Regions from separate parts of the Gossypium arboreum genome. Here regions 2 and 3 are each linked to region 1. A link is a contact called in public Hi-C data. All regions are on one chromosome and are shown on one strand. Each heading gives the region's core, a stretch centred on a gene start, on an enhancer-like site or on the middle of the called end of the contact. The rest is flanking DNA. Distances are from core to core; before and after follow the strand shown. Region 1 holds the start of LOC108461140 (GLABRA2 expression modulator). Region 2 holds the start of LOC108461379 (ATP-dependent 6-phosphofructokinase 5, chloroplastic). Region 3 holds the start of LOC108467161 (probable glucan 1,3-beta-glucosidase A).

Evidence for each region. Hi-C and Micro-C count contacts between places; a contact is called where the count stands out from the background.
Region 2: a contact with region 1 is called in a Hi-C map of leaf, with 3 times the contacts expected there. The contact joins the promoter of LOC108461379 here to the promoter of LOC108461140 in region 1. A contact is called at or near these places in 2 of 5 Hi-C or Micro-C datasets (both in leaf).
Region 3: a contact with region 1 is called in a Hi-C map of leaf, with 3 times the contacts expected there. The contact joins the promoter of LOC108467161 here to the promoter of LOC108461140 in region 1. A contact is called at or near these places in 3 of 5 Hi-C or Micro-C datasets (all in leaf).

What each region holds. Positions count from the first base shown.
Region 1 is chr2:6,593,820-6,597,885 of ASM2569848v2, forward strand. LOC108461140 (GLABRA2 expression modulator) reads left to right here and starts at 2,449. Exons shown (of 4, transcript XM_017760863.2): 1 at 2,449-2,952; 2 at 3,036-3,137. The coding sequence starts at 2,598.
Region 2 is chr2:6,782,976-6,786,679 of ASM2569848v2, forward strand. LOC108461379 (ATP-dependent 6-phosphofructokinase 5, chloroplastic) reads left to right here and starts at 1,676. Exons shown (of 13, transcript XM_017761219.2): 1 at 1,676-2,248; 2 at 2,506-2,596; 3 at 2,985-3,058; 4 at 3,348-3,459. The coding sequence starts at 1,923.
Region 3 is chr2:6,339,124-6,342,692 of ASM2569848v2, forward strand. LOC108467161 (probable glucan 1,3-beta-glucosidase A) reads left to right here and starts at 1,898. Exons shown (of 11, transcript XM_017767706.2): 1 at 1,898-2,247; 2 at 2,619-2,713; 3 at 2,839-2,954; 4 at 3,052-3,171. The coding sequence starts at 2,638.

The DNA of each region.
Region 1 (4,066 bases), core at 1,199-3,698:
AATATTAGGGTGGAGATGATGTATAAAACTATTTCTGCAATAAATACGAGAAACATGTTTGATATTTGATTAGAATAAGTGTTTTAATTTACGCATTATTTCTATTAGACTTTGATTAGAATATAGTTTTACAAGTCTATAAATAGACATAGTTTATACTCCTCTTGTATTATTCGAATTCGATATAGTAAATTTTTCTTTTTCTCTCCCCATGATTTTTTCCTCGAAAGTGTTTTCACCTAAAATTCTATATGTTCTATTTTTCTCTCTTTCTTTGCGATTCATTGTCATTATCGATGTTCAATTTTCACAATCTTTAAACTAAGTTGGTTTCATTAAATTTATTGATTGAAATAATATAACTTTTGATTCTTAATAAAAATATATATAATTTTTTTTTTTAATTTACAAATGTTTTTATTAAGAAAAAACCATATGTATTCAAAATCCAAGAAAATAAAAGAACTGTAGGATGACTAACGGGGAGGATCACTAAACCCGAGTCAGCAGGCTCACCCCATACACCAATAATCTATTATTCTACATCCCCGTCAAACGAGTTCACCAGATTATTAACATTCAAAGGTTCTAAGAAATAAACAAGTAAAACAATTCATTCAGTGTGGTTTACATGTAAGAAGGCTATCTGAAAGAGAAAATGAGCTATCTATTAGCCAAATGAACCCAACAAAAAGATAATGCTAAAACAATGAACATAACACCAAGCAATCAGAAATTAAACAATCGAATTCAGAATCATCGTCTATGGGTCGAGTCAACACATGCACAACTGACATACAATCCAACATGATGATGACATGGCCAAGATGCCAAAATTTTAGCCACGACAAAGCCTCCCTGACAACAAAAACCTCTATTATCCTAAGACTGAACGACGCCCTTTCAAACCCCGTAAGGCCTTTTACTAGGTGACCATGATTGTCGCGAATAACCACCGCCAACCTCGATAGCATGTTTGTCTTCAAAATTTGAGGCATCAACAGGGGCGAATCTAAGGGGATTGGCAGGGGTCCCGACTCAATTTTTCATTTTGATCTTTTAAAATTTTTAAAATTATAAATTAGTAAAGGTAGAATTGTACTTTGGCCCCACTAAAAATGATAAAATTTTGATTTAATCCTTTAAAAATTATTATAGTAAAAGTTACAATTTAATTTCGGCCTAGCTTCACTCCTGGACATCAACGTTAAATTTGATAAAACCATGATGAGGTGACTGCCAACATATTGTCCCATACGAACAAGGAACGAGTATCACCACCTAAGCCATCTCCCTCCCGCACACCGACCTAAACCACACCCACCATACCCGAGGCTGACGGATCAGTGGCAGAAGTATAAACCATGTTGGCTACCATCCAATCTTGCACTAAACAGTCAGCATTATAGATAACCCAAGACGGAGAAAGCTCACAATGCTGCCATTGAACGAGATTCTGGGCTAACCAAATTTACCACAGAAGCACAAGCCCTCGGCGCATGGCCACATAACAAAGCCAACCGTCGCAACAAAAAATCATTCTATGTAACATTATCGGTAGGGATATTTGCAGGCCATCGAACTGCCTGCGCTTTACAACAATGCAACAGAACATGTTCAACATCCTCATCCCCATGGCCCTGGTAACATTCGGCCGACACCGCAATACACGTCTCAAGTAGCGGCATTTTAACAGGAAGAAAATGGTGCAGGCAACGCCATATGAATTCCTTCACTTGAGGAGAACTTGCACTTGCCAAACTTGTTGCCAAGGTCCATCCCGAGCCAATTCATTCACGTTTGAGTACATGCTCATCGCTGTTATGTAGGCTGACTTAACACTATACTAACCATCAACAGTAAAATGCCATATAAGCTTGTCAAGATGAGGACTTAAGCTGAAGAGGATTCACTATATATATTTTTATTCCTAACATCAATTCAATAAAAAATTAAATAATAACTTCATAATAAAACTTCAAACTTTGAGAGCCTCAAATAAACATTAAAAGCTTCTAATAAAAATAACAAACAAAAATAAATTAAAAATACACAAATATGTAAGTTATTCCTATATATATATATATATGATGCAACACCTCTAAAATCAACTTTCATTAAAATCAACTTTCATTGACATATAAAAGAAACAATTTTAAAGTCGACAACTAGAGATTTGCTATAAAAATAAAGAAATATATATTTAAAATATTTTAGATTTGAATTAAAATATTTATTTTATTGAAAATAGTTTTCAAAAATGATTGCTTAAAAATATTTTACTTTCAAAAAATCAATTTAGATTTTAAAATTTATTTTTGTGAGTTGCAACCAAAAATTGGTGAAATTATAAACAAACAGAAAGTACAGCAACTAATATCAAAATTGAACCAAATATGTAACTTAAGAACAAAATTGAAAGATAATATAGATTCCTGGATGAAATTAGATCTATTAATTGGATTTTAGGACAAAGTTGGTGGAGCCCGTAACACTTAAAGCTTTCAATAACAGTCTCCTCTCCTGCTAAACTTCTAGCAAACGATCCCTCACGCCACTTTACGCACGGCCTGCTTTTCCTCGCACATTCTAGAGCAATGGAACAAACGAAGACAGAAACGCAACCCAACTCCAGCTCAGCTCCGATCCGAGAACCGAACCTGAAAGACTCGGATCCCGCAATGGATGCGGAGGGCTTTGTTGTGGTTCCAACATCAGAGCCTCAGGAAAAGGAAGAGAAAGAGACTCAGAATCCGAAAGTGAGTCAGATTCAAAGCGAGCAATCACCGGTTCAGTCACCATCTGGATCGAGGAAATCAGTTCATTGGAGTCCGGAATTGATCAGCGAGTCGCGTGCTGTGGATCACAGTTCCACCATGTCAGCTCCTGACGGATCCAATCCTTACGTTACTCATGCTCCGCCTACGGAATCTTCTTCCGCTTCCTTCAAAGGCAAGCCATTACACATTTTATTTCTATTTTGATTTTTTTTTAAATTAATTATTAAATTATTTCTTTTCTGAACTTGGAACCAGAGAAGATGGACACAGTGAAGGATGTCTTAGGGAGATGGGGGAGGAAGGTGGCAGAAGCGACGAGGAAAGCAGAGGATCTGGCCGGGAACACGTGGCAGCACTGTATTTTTTCTGTTTTCTTTTAGAATTTCAATTGCTTTCTAGTTTATTTTTAATATTTGGTGCTTCCCCTCTTGGTTGGATTTGTATCTGGTATGAATTCTATTGCGATTGGGCTTTTAGGGTTAGAATTGATATCGAGCGCTTGGTCATTTTGGCTGGTTGATATTACTGAAAGCTGAAATCTCAGATACTGAATTAGGGTTTAATATCTGGGTGAACTATTTGGTAGGGTTCGTGTTTTGTATAGCACGCTAGTTCTAAGAGTACTATAGGATATTAGGGAAGCATCATTTTGGCAATTTTGGACAACTTTAGATATTGTGATTAAGGAAAGGGAGAGAATGTAATAAACTTCATTCTTTTTTCTTGTTTTTAACATGCTTTTAGGAAATGTAGTATTGATTTGTCAAGTGTTGGCTGGAGTTAGCATTTGTGTCTTAAATATTTACTAGGGAAAGAATAGAATTTGATGTAAGATTTAAGGTCAGGGTACTGCAGTTTCCTCAATTGGCATGTTCACTTCTTATAAAGCAGGCTTAAGATTTGAGTTATAGACTTGCATTTAATCAAACAAAAGACTTGAGCTGATAAAATATTTGACAAAGCAAAATGTGACTTATTTACACCCTAGCCGAGGGAGGTAATCAGGGGTGAGAAAACCTGGTGGACCTTCTGTACAAGCATCTACCCAAACATAGAGTTAGTGTTATGAATGGCTCAGTAAAAAGAGGAGGGGGGCATGATGTAGCATTAGTTTCCAGAGATTTAGTGGTTATTGCTTCCATTTCTCTCAATGGTTAGTAAGAGCTTTCTAGTCTGTTGTGGTTGACCTTGGATCAGAAGCAAGCTAGTTGTTCCTTTATTCTGCATTTAGTCGTATAGCTAATTATTTAAAGTCTAAACATTTTAGTTTTCTTAAGTCATGGGTA
Region 2 (3,704 bases), core at 426-2,925, 190 kb after region 1:
CTTTGTAGTCAATTGACATATTCATGCTATACCGTTTGATGGCAAATATGTAGTCTTCCTTGGTCGCGGATTTTTGGCCCATAAACAACTCCTTACGTTTGGGATCTGTGGCTAATCGGTGAACAGGTAGCATATCGGGATACTCAAGGAACTCAGCTGCATGTGTCGTATCGGAATCTACAATCAACATGTGGGGCCCTAGGATCATTGTGTATGACAATGCCTCAAATTGGGTTCCTGACTGAAGATGCGTGAACATTTTCATTATCATTAGCGCCTTCATTGTCGATATCTTCTGGGACCTCATCTTGATCGGGATAACTATAATCTTCAACCTTATGATCAAAAGGACCATTATTATCATATCCATCTTCACCATCTATATCACTTTCAATCACCATCTGATGTATTTGTAAACGGGGACTCAGGTTAAGAGTATTAGACGCAGGTGGAACATTAAAATCGATGTTGAACCTGCGTACAGATGATCGCCTATCAATAGACACTCTCAGAACATCCGTATACGGATCTTGAACTCCATGTTCTTTAGTTAGTGGAATGACATCTTCAGCTGACTCTACATTAACTAACTCAGCAAACAGTTAAATCGGTTCAGTGTGGCCACTCTGATTCTGGCAATAAAATGCGACCATTGTATCCACTTCTTCATCATCTACAAGTTCCATCTTAGTGAATTTGATGGGATTTGGCGAAACTGGAAATTTGTAGTATAGTTTCGAGATCCTTCTCTCACAACGGCTAACAATTTTTGCATTGATCATTTTTTTCATATCATTAATCAACACATTTCTATTAAATCTCATAATTATTTGTTGGCAAAATTTAAATATACAAGTAATTGTTTTTGTTAAAATTACTCCATCGAAATAAACATATACAAAAATTGATTATCCATCTTCAATCTAAATATGTAAAAATATTTAAACATAATTAAATTTCTCAATAATTATTTGAAAAACAAAACAAGATTCAACTGTAAAAAATTATAATAACAAAAATTAATCACTGTACAAACCTTACATATCTTTCTGACTTTTCTTCTTTGTTTTCTCTTCTACAAAAAAAAAATCCTTTCCTTTCTTCTTATCGGTTAGCTGCTACAACCATTCAGCAAAACAAAAAAATTACTTCAACAATTCAAGAAAACACACAAATTGCTACAATTGTTCAACTCAAATTTATAATGGTCTGGTGCCACATGACAGTCCCTCCTCCCAATGGTGCCGCCTGACGGCCTCTCTCTTCTTTCTAGTGTCACCTGACATGTGCTCTCCAACCCTAGTGCCACCAATGAATGCCCCTCCACCCTTTTTTACCCGTACAAACCCAATTTTGCCTGGTATAGGTGTATAATATAGGTACCGTTGCATATGGCCTCTCTACCATTTAAATAAGATTAGTTTTTTTAAATAAATTATTAGCTAATATGGTTAAATGATTGAGAAAAAAAAATTAGTGTCGACACCAATTCTGGCACAACCCTTCGGTACTGTTTACTTCAACCCATTTTGGTAAATAATGTCAAGAGAATACCATTTTAATATTTAATTATTTTTTTGTATTATAGGATAAAAAAGCCAAATTTTAATCAAAATAAAAAAATTGAAAAGGTTAATATGGTCAAAGAAGTGGCAACTCCGTTGAATTTTAAGCCTCCTCGGTTTTATAAGCCAAAACACTTTGTAGTAGGTACGGCCAAAACCGGCTGCCGTTTTCGATTTGTCTGCTTTCTCTGTCTCCTCTTATTTTTCCTCCCTCCCTCCAAATACCCCGCTTTCCCAAATAAAAAAAAAAAACAAAAAAAAAATAAAAAGCTTTGAATCTTTGATCATAGACTCTGCAACTACCAAAACAAAAAGGGAAAAAAAGAAAGCTAAAAACTCAACTTTACTTGTCGTTTAATGGAAACTCTTTCCCATACGATCACCACTTCGGCTTCTCCGAAACTCCGCCTCCCTCGAAACGACAACGTTCACCGTCGTCTCCTCCGTTTCCGCCATGGATTTAGTTCCTTGAATCTCGGTACACTGAGATCGCAGAGGAGTACTAGTGGTTTCTTCAAGGTTGAATGTAGTCAACAGAGCTCGAAAAATTGTATCGATTTTAGTGATCCTGATTGGAAGTCAAAGTTCCAGCAAGATTTCGAAAGACGCTTTAATATTCCTCACATCACCGATACTTTCCCCGATGCTCAGTCGTTTCCTTCCACATTCTGTCTCAGAATGAGGTAAAAAAAAAGTTCCTTTTTTCCTTGTTTTTTTGAAATTGTTTCCAGCTGATTTTCACTTCTTGTGAGTGTTCTTTTTCTTTTTTTTTTTTACTCCCGAGAGTGAGAAAATTCTAAAATATTGTAGTTATTTTGGAGTTCAATGAATTTGATGGCATTTATCTTATTAATTATTAATTTATTTTGTGAAGTAATTATTTATTTTGAACTTAGCAAATAGAACTTAAATGATCTTCTTTTTTTTTTTTTTGTTACAGAACTCCGGTAACTGAGGATTTTGCGGAAGGCTATCCGTCGGATGAGGAATGGCATGGTTATATTAATAATAACGATAGAGTGCTTCTTAAGGTAATATCTTTTCCATATATATGTATTTAAATTTCACTGATGTTTTGCTGAATTGTGTTATGGAGAATTGAAATTCTTACATGAGCTTATCGTTTAGAGCTTGGAGATCATGTTCAAAATTGATAATTTCCATGTGTTGAGTATCTGTTTGAAATGTGAATTCAAAATCACCTGAAATGGCTTAAATAATTTCAGGAAAGAAATTTACTTGTCTTGCTCCTTTAGAAGTAAATTCTGGTTTGCTTGTCTCTCTGTTTTTATCTTTATATCTTAAATCAAGATATTGGTTTAATTGTTCGAGCTCTGCAGAAATAATCTTTCATTTGCTTCGGTTAGTCGTCTGCATTTAGACTAGATTGGTCAAGATTCTGATCTTTAAATATTTCAGGTCATACATTACTCGTCTCCTACATCTGCCGGTGCGGAGTGCATTGATCCTAACTGTACTTGGGTTGAACAATGGTAAGCATAATTCTCTACTTATTTATAGGTTTACATAGACTCATGCATTCTATTGCATTCACTACAATACTTAATAATATGTGGTAAAATAATGTTATATTGCTTTTAATATTGTTTCCCAACTTTTGTATTGATCTAGTAGATTTTGTAACTTATATGTCCACTGTCATCAGGTGTCCACATTTGTTACCATGTTTTATATTCCCTTATCACTGTCTTTGTTTAATGTATGAAACTTTGTAGTTCATTTGGCAGTTATGATATTATGTAACATTACATATCATCTTAGGGTTCATCGTGCTGGGCCTCGAGAGAAAATATATTTCAAACCAGAAGAAGTGAAGGCTGCAATTGTTACTTGTGGTGGGCTTTGCCCTGGTCTTAATGATGTCATTAGACAGGTCAGCACCATACTTAAAATTTCAATTTGCTGCTGGCATGATTGTAATTACCAACAACAGCTACGCTATTTGATTCAACTCAGTGCTTTCATTGTTTGGTTATGTAATTGTTAACTGGTTTTTAATTTGTATTTCATGCTAAAATAAAAAATTCATGTTCAGTGTCTACTGACCAAGATTCTGGACATGCAATATGTCTCATATTGTTCTCTTGGTCAATAGATTTCAGTTTAACTTCAAAATAC
Region 3 (3,569 bases), core at 648-3,147, 260 kb before region 1:
CCGTTAACATTATTATTATCTTCTCTAAAAGTATGTCATAGATTCCAATACTCTACATTTATCAAAAACTGATGAATTCTTCCAATTAAAACGGAATTAAAACCACTTCAAATTTCTGAAGACAAAATCTTATATCAAATCTCTCAATAGCATTTTAAAAAAAACATTTTCTCACAATTCATTTAAAATCTTTGAATAGTATCCAAATTTGTCATTTCTAAATAAAAGATGGGTCGAGACCCTTAAAAGGGTGACAAGAGAGAGAAGCAAAAAGGATAGACCGCCCATAATATCGACATAATTTGGTGTCAAAAAAGGTCGGTTGCATAAGATTCCTTTTGCCCTTCAATCCATCAATTATTCACAACCTTTTCTTTTCCCCCTTTAACAAAGTAAAGTATTAAGTATGATTATAGGTATACATAATTAACCTTCAAATAATTATAATTATAATTAGATATTATAATTATAAAGGAATTGAAAATTAAAATACCATAAATTATTTTATTAATCACTCTAAATAGAGGTTATTCCTATTTTGATCATTTAGTTTCTTTTTGTTAATTTGATCACTCAAAAAAAAATTGATCAAATTTGTCACTCCACCAATTGATGGTAACATAATGCTAATTGTACGTTTTCATGTTAGTCATTTTAAAATTAAGGTAAACTACTTGTTAGTCATTCTAAATAGGAGTTGTTCTTATTTTGGTCAGCCCAAAATAATATGTAAAAATACACTGTTAGTTTTTCCATTAAAGTGACCAATTTGATCAATTTCTTTTTTTATAGTGACCAAATAAACAAAACCAAAGTAGGAACGATTATCATTTTGAGTGACTAATGGAGTAGTTTACCCATTAAAATATAATAATATGAACATAACTATGACATAAGAAACATTAATGCCTTGTTAGGTTATTAGTATAATAACACGAGGAAGAAACTTATTTATTACATATGTATTATAACAATTAGGCATAAAATACAGAATAGCTAGTACAATTTTAAACTTAAAATTAGAAAGATGAGCAAAAATTTGTGTAAAAAACAAAACCTCTTCAAACTAAAGGAAAAATTTTCCTTTCTCTTTGCTAAAAATAAGTCATAAGAGTAACAAAATATTACCAATTAAATTAATTTATTGCTAACTTATATAATAATACACGCATAAAAATAATACTCTTAACAAATTTAACTTAAAACTTTAACTAAAATGAAATACGAAAAGAATTCACTTATAATTTACATCAAATTAAATTTGAATTCCAAATTTCTTCAAACAAGCAAATATAGGGACAGATAGGGACTTTATCCTCTCAAAATAGACCATTCCCTTCTAATCTCCTAAAAAGTTTATAATTAGAAGTTAATATATTATAAAATTATACTTTACTCCCTTAAAAATATTTAATTTAATCTCTTTAAAATAATAAAAATATATAAATTTTAACTTTTCAAAATTTATAATTTAATATTATCCCTTAAAAACAATATTTTTAACTTAGCCAAACCTCCATTAAACCAATAGCCAAACCTCCATTAAGCCAAGGGCTATTCAAGCTCTTTTCTCTCTCATAAAAATAATGTGCGGATCTTACAAGTGTAACATTTAGAGTTAATAATATATATGATTTCTACTAATTTGAATTTTTGTCTTCATATGTATTAAAAAGAAATAGTCTAGAAATATAATTTGATAATTCCAAAATATATATTTAGTTTGATAATATTTAAAATATGGTCAAAGGGTTTTCAATAAATTTTGTTTCTATTATTGTTTTAACATTAAATTTACTATAGATTTTTTATTTTATCATATTCATAACCCCTTTCAATCTATTGACAAGAAGATAATCCGTCCAAATGTATTCAAAATCATATTCTCCTGCTGTACTACGGTAGTAATAATGATATAGTGAAAAAGAAATGAAAAGAGTATTAACTTGAAAATAGTTGAGACTGGGTTTAAAGACTCTGGGCATCAACAGGAAGAGAAGAAAACATAAATATAGAAAATAGGAACTCTTATTTTCTATGTGAATGTATAACGGGAAGTGGTGGGAACCAACTGCCTTATCTTTTTGCTCTTTTAAAGGCGGTTTCAACTTCAAACTGTAATCTTTTGTGCTTAAAAGACCAACCTTTTTTCTTAACTCCAAATCTAACCAAAGGCTGCTTCCTTTCTAACCACTTTTTCTTGGGTTTTGTACCTTTAAAAAATGTGATATCAAGAGAAGCTTTCAGGTTCCCCTTCTTTTTTTTATTCATTGACAACTGTAGAAAATTGTTCTTTTTTTCTTCTGTTAAATATTTTTAATGGGGTTCCTTTTTTTTTTTTTTCTGTCTTGATATGGGGAGAAGATTGAGTTTTTGATACCAATGCAGTATATTTATGCAAAACCCATGTTAAATAATTAAATATTATGGTTTACAAGGTTGAATTTTGTGTAGATTGGTTGATAGGAAGGGATTATTATATACTCTCCCAAGTGGATGGTTCTTTTTTTTCAGAGAGAGGGACGTTTTTGCTTAATCTCTCCCTCTCTCTTCCTTTTTTGCTTTTTTTTTTCTGTTGGATTTAATGGATTCCATGTTTTAGCTTTTGTTTGATGCAGTTAAGAGGCTGCATTCTTCATGGAACTTGTCTTTAGCAAATGGGTATTTTTATTTTCACTCTGTTGTTGGCTAATCTTCTCTGTAGCAGTTGCAGGTCAGCTTAAAGCTTGGTTTTCTTTTCCTTGGATTACTTGTTGTATCTTGAAAAAAAAAAAACGAAAATGCTTAATTGTGTAGAAGACCAAAATTGTTAAAGAAATTCTCTTTTAATTTTGTAAGTGGAGGGAGTGCATGGAGGTTCTAAAGTGAGAGGGGTGAACTTAGGAGGGTGGTTGGTTATAGAAGGTTGGATCAAACCTTCTCTATTTGATGGCATTCCCAATGGAGACATGCTTGTGAGTATTAAACTTTGATTTTTTAATGATTTATGGGGTTTTCTTAGTTTTTTTCCATGAAAATTCTAATCATATGTTAATGGATATTGAAATGTAGGATGGAACACAGGTTCAATTCAAGTCGGTGACGTTGCAGAAATATGTTTCTGCCGAGAATGGAGGTGGGATGGACATTTCAGTTGATAGAGATGATGCATCTTCATGGGAAACCTTTACGGTAAGAAGCCGATCAAATTTGCTGGTCTTTATCTCACAATTTGATCATGTTTTGTATGCTAAACTTGAGCTTGATTCACTGTTTGGACCTACTGGTGTTATGCTTGCTTGCGGATATTATAGTAAGTGAAACCATTATCTATTCCTGTTTACTTAGCAATGTCTAAAGCAGGCTAGTACATTGTTTGCCTCGATGTTGTCAATATTGTCATATACTAAAACTCATCTATGTCTTATCCTAACAAATTGGTTTCCTGGTTACCTCGATGAATGAAAGTCTATTACAAATTTACAACTGCATGCCTTCATTTTCCTCAATTCTCTATGAATGTAGTAGAAAGTGGTTTTTTGTGAAACAGATAGTTGTGCATCATTTTTGTTACTTTTCTTAATAAGTTA